Linked DNA regions of Mus musculus: region 1 is linked to region 2. Evidence: chromatin contacts called from public Hi-C data. All regions are on one chromosome and are shown on one strand. The core of a region is the stretch at or near the end of the contact, and the rest is flanking DNA. Distances in the headings are between cores, read along the strand shown. Region 1 overlaps Gm34231 (a long non-coding RNA gene). Region 2 overlaps Zfp462 (zinc finger protein 462).

Region 1 (2,700 bases), core at 192-2,691, 140 kb after region 2:
TATTTCTCAGTTTTCTCTTTCTTTTCTAGGATAGTATCTCCCTAAATTGCTCAGGCTAGCCTAGAATCATGGTCCTCTTGTCTCAGCCACCCAGGTGCTTGGACAGCATCTTTGTATTCCAGAACGAAGCAAATGAGATTTAGATCTAACAACCTATCTAAAGTCAACAGCAAGTCACAAATATTTTCCTCCCCAACCAAAAGTCCTGGGGTAATGTTTACACTACCATAGCAGCAGGAATCTATCAATCTAGTGGAGAGCCCTGAGCACACGCAGCTTCAGTCTTGGTTTCTGGCACTCATGATCCTTTTCCAGCCACTTCAGTGGAGATGTGCTCTTCTGGGGCCTTCCGTTCCCTCACAATATGGCTTTACTTTCGCATCAGCAAGCCGGAGCCCTCTGCTACCACAGAAAGGTCAGAGGGGTCCCATTCCCTCTTCAAGGCTCCCTGTGTTAATTTCTCTGTGTGTCTATAACCACACTTCTGTGTATTCCTCACTGTTTGTGTAGCATCCTTATGTTAAGTGCCTTCAAGGATCCCAGAAACGGCTCATCTCTCCACACTGCAGCGGAGAGAGCTGGAGGTCAGAGCCTCTCTTCTACAACTGAGGAAAGTTGACTTGGCCAAGGCCACCTGAGGAATTGGAGGTAGTGACAGCTGGCTCTCTTTTCACTCTAGCCCCTGCTCTCCCAACCTCTGGTGAAGGGTGGAGCAGCAGCTGCAGCAGCTGCAGCAGCTGCAGTCTCCCTCCGAAAGGAGGAGAAAAATGTCAAGGGCTATCCAGACTCTACTGGTGAGGCACGAGCTTATTGCCAGCTAGGGTTAAGGACAGAAAAAAATTTCCCTGCTTCAGGATACTCCCTATCAATTACGAACTTCACAGGAACTCTGAAGCATCAATATGGTTCACAATCAAGACTCTAAGCGCATCCTGGGTGAGGGCATGGTTTGCATTCTCTGGCTATGAGACAACACTGAAGTCAATCTGGAAAAAAATAAATAAATAACACAGAGAGGTTTGTGCTGCCAGATTATTCGAGCTGACATTATTACTATCACGCCCAGTGATTAAGAAGAAAATAAAGGCTGAGTCCCACTTGTCTAATTTGATTATCAGAGAAGCCCTGTGTTGATTACTAACGTCTGCTTGCAATTGGGGGCAGAAAAAAGAGAGCCAACCAGCTGAAAGCCAGGCAATCACACACAGGGGCCTGAGGTCTGCCTAAATGAAATTTAATAATAAGTGGGATGTGCTCCCAGATAAAGAGGTAAATAACAGACAGCAAGAAGGGAGGTTCGGCTTGTATAGGCAGGAAGGGGATTCCAGCCAAGCTGGCGTGTTTGGAGAAATGGCCTCTGTTGAGAGAGGAAGACAGGCTCAGGGCAAGAGGACAGGAGGGAGGCAGAGGACAGAGAAAGCTGACGACGGATTAGAGATGAGGCCCTTGCGAGTGTGGACTCAGGAGAGGATTATAAGTGCATTCAGGGTCATGAACAAGAAGTGTTGGTGTGTAAAAGGGAAGAGTGACTGAATCGCAAAGATCCCAGAGCCAAGAGAAGAAAGATTGCAAGATGGAAGGCCACCAGCTGTTGCTGTGGCAAAGGAAAGAAAGGAGTCATCTCCGAAGCTGCTCTGCTCTACTACTAAGGAACAAAACAAAACAAAAAACCCCAAAGAGCCAGGTAGCCCCTGTGGGTACCAGCAGATCTCACTTGAAGACACCAGGCCATACCATAGCCTAAGGATACTTACAATAAGTGCAACCTGCAATCAGATGTCCCAGAGGAACACCTTCTGGGTGGTGCTGATACAGGAGGGAGTAAAGGATGCTAGGCTAATGTTGGATCTGAAATCTTGTCTGTCAAATGAGTACAGTTACATAGTTCATATTTGGAAGTAAGAGGACGAGGAAGACAATTTAAAATGAGGGACTGAGGTCACCCTCTGGGCATGGTTAAAACTGCCAGATAAAGCAAAGTCCCCCTAAACCACAGCTCTCAACCTGTGGGTCGCAACCCCTTTGGGGGTCAAATGATTCTTTCATAGGGGTCACCTAAGACCATCTTAAAAGACAAAAATTTACATTGTAATTCATAACAGTAGCAAAATTACAGTTATGAAGTAGCAACAAAAGTAAATTTTTGGTTAGGGGATCACCATAACATGAAGAACTGTAAGGGTCACAGGTTGAGAAAGGATGAGACCCACTACCACTGCTCTAAACAGTCAAGAAAGCACCAGGTATGGTGGCTCATATCTTTAATCCTAGTATTCAGGAAGCTTAAGCAAGAGGACAGAGTTCACAACCAACGTAAGCTACATAGTGAGACCCTATCTCAAAAACAAACAAAACAACAAAGCACGGAGCATAGTGGTACACTTAATGCCAGCACTTGGGAGGCAGAAGCAGGCAGGTCACTCGCCTGGTTTACATAGTGATCCAGAGCTAGATAGTAAGACGCTGTCAAAATAGACAGACAGACAGACAGACCTAATGATACCGAACAGAATTTTGGACTGAATAGGAGATAAATCCATAGCAAAGAGAAGGAGTAGAGGCTGTACCCCTCTAGGAAACAGTTCCCAGGCCTAAAGAGTTCTGGCCCCATGATTAAGAGCATCCCTTTGGAGGCCATCTTAGAGCAAGGCAATTGCATATTCTAACAATCTAACTCCACATCTTGGCTCTGGTCTCAAC
Region 2 (2,700 bases), core at 155-2,654:
TTCTTATCGTGTTCACTCTAGGTTGTTATGGCTATATGGGGTCTTTTCTAGTTACCTTGACGTTACAATGGAAAGCGAAGGGTAGATGTAACTCAGTGATAAAATTCTTGCCTGTGGTGTGAGAGGCCGTGGATTTTAAGAGTGCCAAAAACATTAATTAAATGGCATGGCATCCAAGACATGGACCTAATAAATAAGAGTTCTGACAAACTTAAAACCTATCTAAAGTAAGGTAAGAAGATAGATAATAAACCCACTGAAGGGTAAATCTCAGTCTTGTTGTTCCAGAGCAGATCTCTTAACACTACACACATCTTCAACCCCTTAGAGTGCTAACGTGTTCTTTTTTTAAAGAGACGCTAGTCATGAAATGCACTAGCCCTTGGGCTAGACTAAGGCCCCATGGCAGAATATCTAGCAGACCTGAGCAGGTCTTCCTGAGGCCATTTTCTTCTGTGGTTTTTTTTGTCCCTACCCTCCCACTGTGATAATCAAGGGATCTAGTTGGGTCCTTCAATCTCCAACTAACATAGAGAGCCAAGGCTTACAGCCAAAACGTGCTAACTTGTCAAAAGCTGCTTGCTGTGGTCAACCTGCAAGACTGCATAAAACAAAAGCCTCTCCTGTAGGTTGACTCAGGGCCATTTCTTATAAGGGAAATGCTTGTGATCTCAGAAGTATGCCTTATTTCTTTTCCTTCCTTCCTTCCTTCCTTCCTTCCTTCCTTCCTTCCTTCCTTCCTTCCTTCCTTCCTTCCTTCCTTCCTTCTTTCCTTCTTTTTTTTTTAACCTTTTAACAAATATGTTCTTCACAACAAATCCTTAACATCTCTTCACTGTTTTGGCTGTCCTCAGGGAGAGGGAGACAGGATGCTTCTGAGTGAGTCTACAAAAGCTTCTTTTTCTTCCTGGTACTCGGGCTCTGCTTGTCCCTCTTGATGAGATAAAAGATTCCTTCTTGGATATTTTGACTTTCTTCATGTCTAAGGCTACGCCTAGGCTATTTCTGAAGCCATCAGCATTCCAGAGCCCTCCATTTCCCAATGCTCTCCCCCAAAACAAATAAAACAAGCTTAGGCCATGAGAAAACACCGCGTCTGAAATATGTGAGGTAGCAAGCACATCTTCCTGCTTGTCCAGCTTGATCTCAGTCTATCCACTGGGCTTTCGGCTTCACACGAGATGGAATTAGGGCGAACAGCCTGGCTTCTACTTCCCTCTGAAAGTGTCATGTCTACATCCAGAGACCTAAACAAAAGAAGAAAAACTCCTCCTTGGGTAGACAAGTTGTGTATGAGGGACTGACTTGAGTACCTTGGGAATTGCAAGCTGAAACTGTCCCTTCCCTGTCACACATCCTTGCAAGAACGGTTCCCTTTGTCCTATCTCCTTCTCTTTGGAAACAACCTAGAATCAATCTTCCACCACCTCAGTAGATTGTTGCCAAGAAGACAGGGCCAACAATAGCCTGGGGTGTTTTTGCCAGACATCCTGGCTTCTGGCAGAGTGCACGAGGGGCTATTAGCTCAGCTCTCAGGCTGAGGGAGAGTGATTTGAGATGTGACAGGTAGACTGGCTTCTTCTGTGAGGATGAAGCTTAGCATGTGCCCTTGGAGACAATAGATGACCGGCTTCATGTTTCCTGAGGGCAGAGGATCAAGTACCAGCTCCATTCTCCTTGTGAATCATTTGGACGTTCATATAGACACCTTTGGTTGGGGAGTTCATGGCCTTCCTGTTCCCCAGTTCCTTCCCAGACATGAGAGCTGAGGACTGTACTCAGAATAGACACACAGCAAGATCAGCCTGGGAATTTCAGAGAGAAGCCACGCACGCACGAAGAAATTGAAAGGAACCCAAGCAGAACGCCGCCCACCCTGCCCCCTCTCATTATGCAACTAGGAGGAGTCAGGAAGGCATTCTGTTGATTTCTTGCCCAAGATAATCCCTGCTAAGGAATTAATGCGCAGACCAGATGGCGCTGTGTCATTTCCAGTGAAAAGAATCAAGGAAGATAGTCTGTGCAATTATTTTTAATGGCTTGTGTGGTGATCTTCTTAATTTGTGAGAGAATGCCTTGTCTTTTGTGAGAACTGGCCCTGTTCACGTAGCTTTCTTGTGAAGTGGATGAAGGCATCCCAGAGTCCTAGCTAATGTCTGGAAGATTTCATGAAATATGGGGCATTTCAATCAGAAGTTGTCTTCCTGTGACGTCTAATCTGCTGAGGGGCCCACGGTAATCAGAGATGAAAATGATCACGTTTCCCCAAGCTCCACCCTTTTTTCAGAACTGTGTAGTCTGCTACTTACTATCCGTGTGAAGACTTGGCCCTCAGTGGGCTAATGAAAGACATCTGGGCTTAGGACTAAGGACAGCACAAAGGCCACGTAAACCCTCATCTTTGAGCTTGCCAGGAGGTGTGGCTTATAAACAATTCGCTAGCCAATCCATGTGTATAAGGCCCCTCACATGTGGCAGCATCACAGGAGTGAAGAAAACAGCTAGACCAATATTTGCTGTGTACACCAGACCCATTCAGAAATGTCTGCGTATCCCAGTACTTGTGAATATCACCGGTTGAGAAATAAATACTGGGCGGTTGGCCAGGATCTGTCAGTGGCTGGGGACATGCTTGCTTTTCTTATCATTAGTTATTATTACATGTGTTTATTTATCGTATGTGTGAGAGAGTTGTACACG

What was found. A called contact is a pair of places that touch in the nucleus more often than the background predicts.
Region 1: a Hi-C map of the N1E-115 cell line shows a contact between it and region 2, with 3 times the contacts expected there. The contact joins two enhancer-like sites. A contact is called at or near these places in 1 of 39 promoter capture datasets (the C10 cell line), 10 of 484 Hi-C or Micro-C datasets (the MC3T3-E1 cell line, the N1E-115 cell line, cerebral cortex and 6 more) and 1 of 115 datasets of contacts at active chromatin or transcription factors (embryonic stem cells).

What each region holds. Positions count from the first base shown.
Region 1 is chr4:55,214,925-55,217,624 of GRCm38.p6, forward strand. All of the region lies in intron 1 of Gm34231 (a long non-coding RNA gene), which reads left to right. Among named protein-coding and RNA genes, the nearest start is that of Gm34231, 8.4 kb to the left of the region's middle. Within about 2 kb of position 1,442, at least 11 of the 459 cell types and tissues checked have an H3K27ac peak or open chromatin away from gene starts, as enhancers often do. A contact at or near this core is called in the N1E-115 cell line, where this site is marked.
Region 2 is chr4:55,075,812-55,078,511 of GRCm38.p6, forward strand. All of the region lies in intron 11 of Zfp462 (zinc finger protein 462), which reads left to right. Among named protein-coding and RNA genes, the nearest start is that of Gm42289, 8.0 kb to the left of the region's middle. Within about 2 kb of position 1,405, at least 54 of the 459 cell types and tissues checked have an H3K27ac peak or open chromatin away from gene starts, as enhancers often do. A contact at or near this core is called in the N1E-115 cell line, where this site is marked.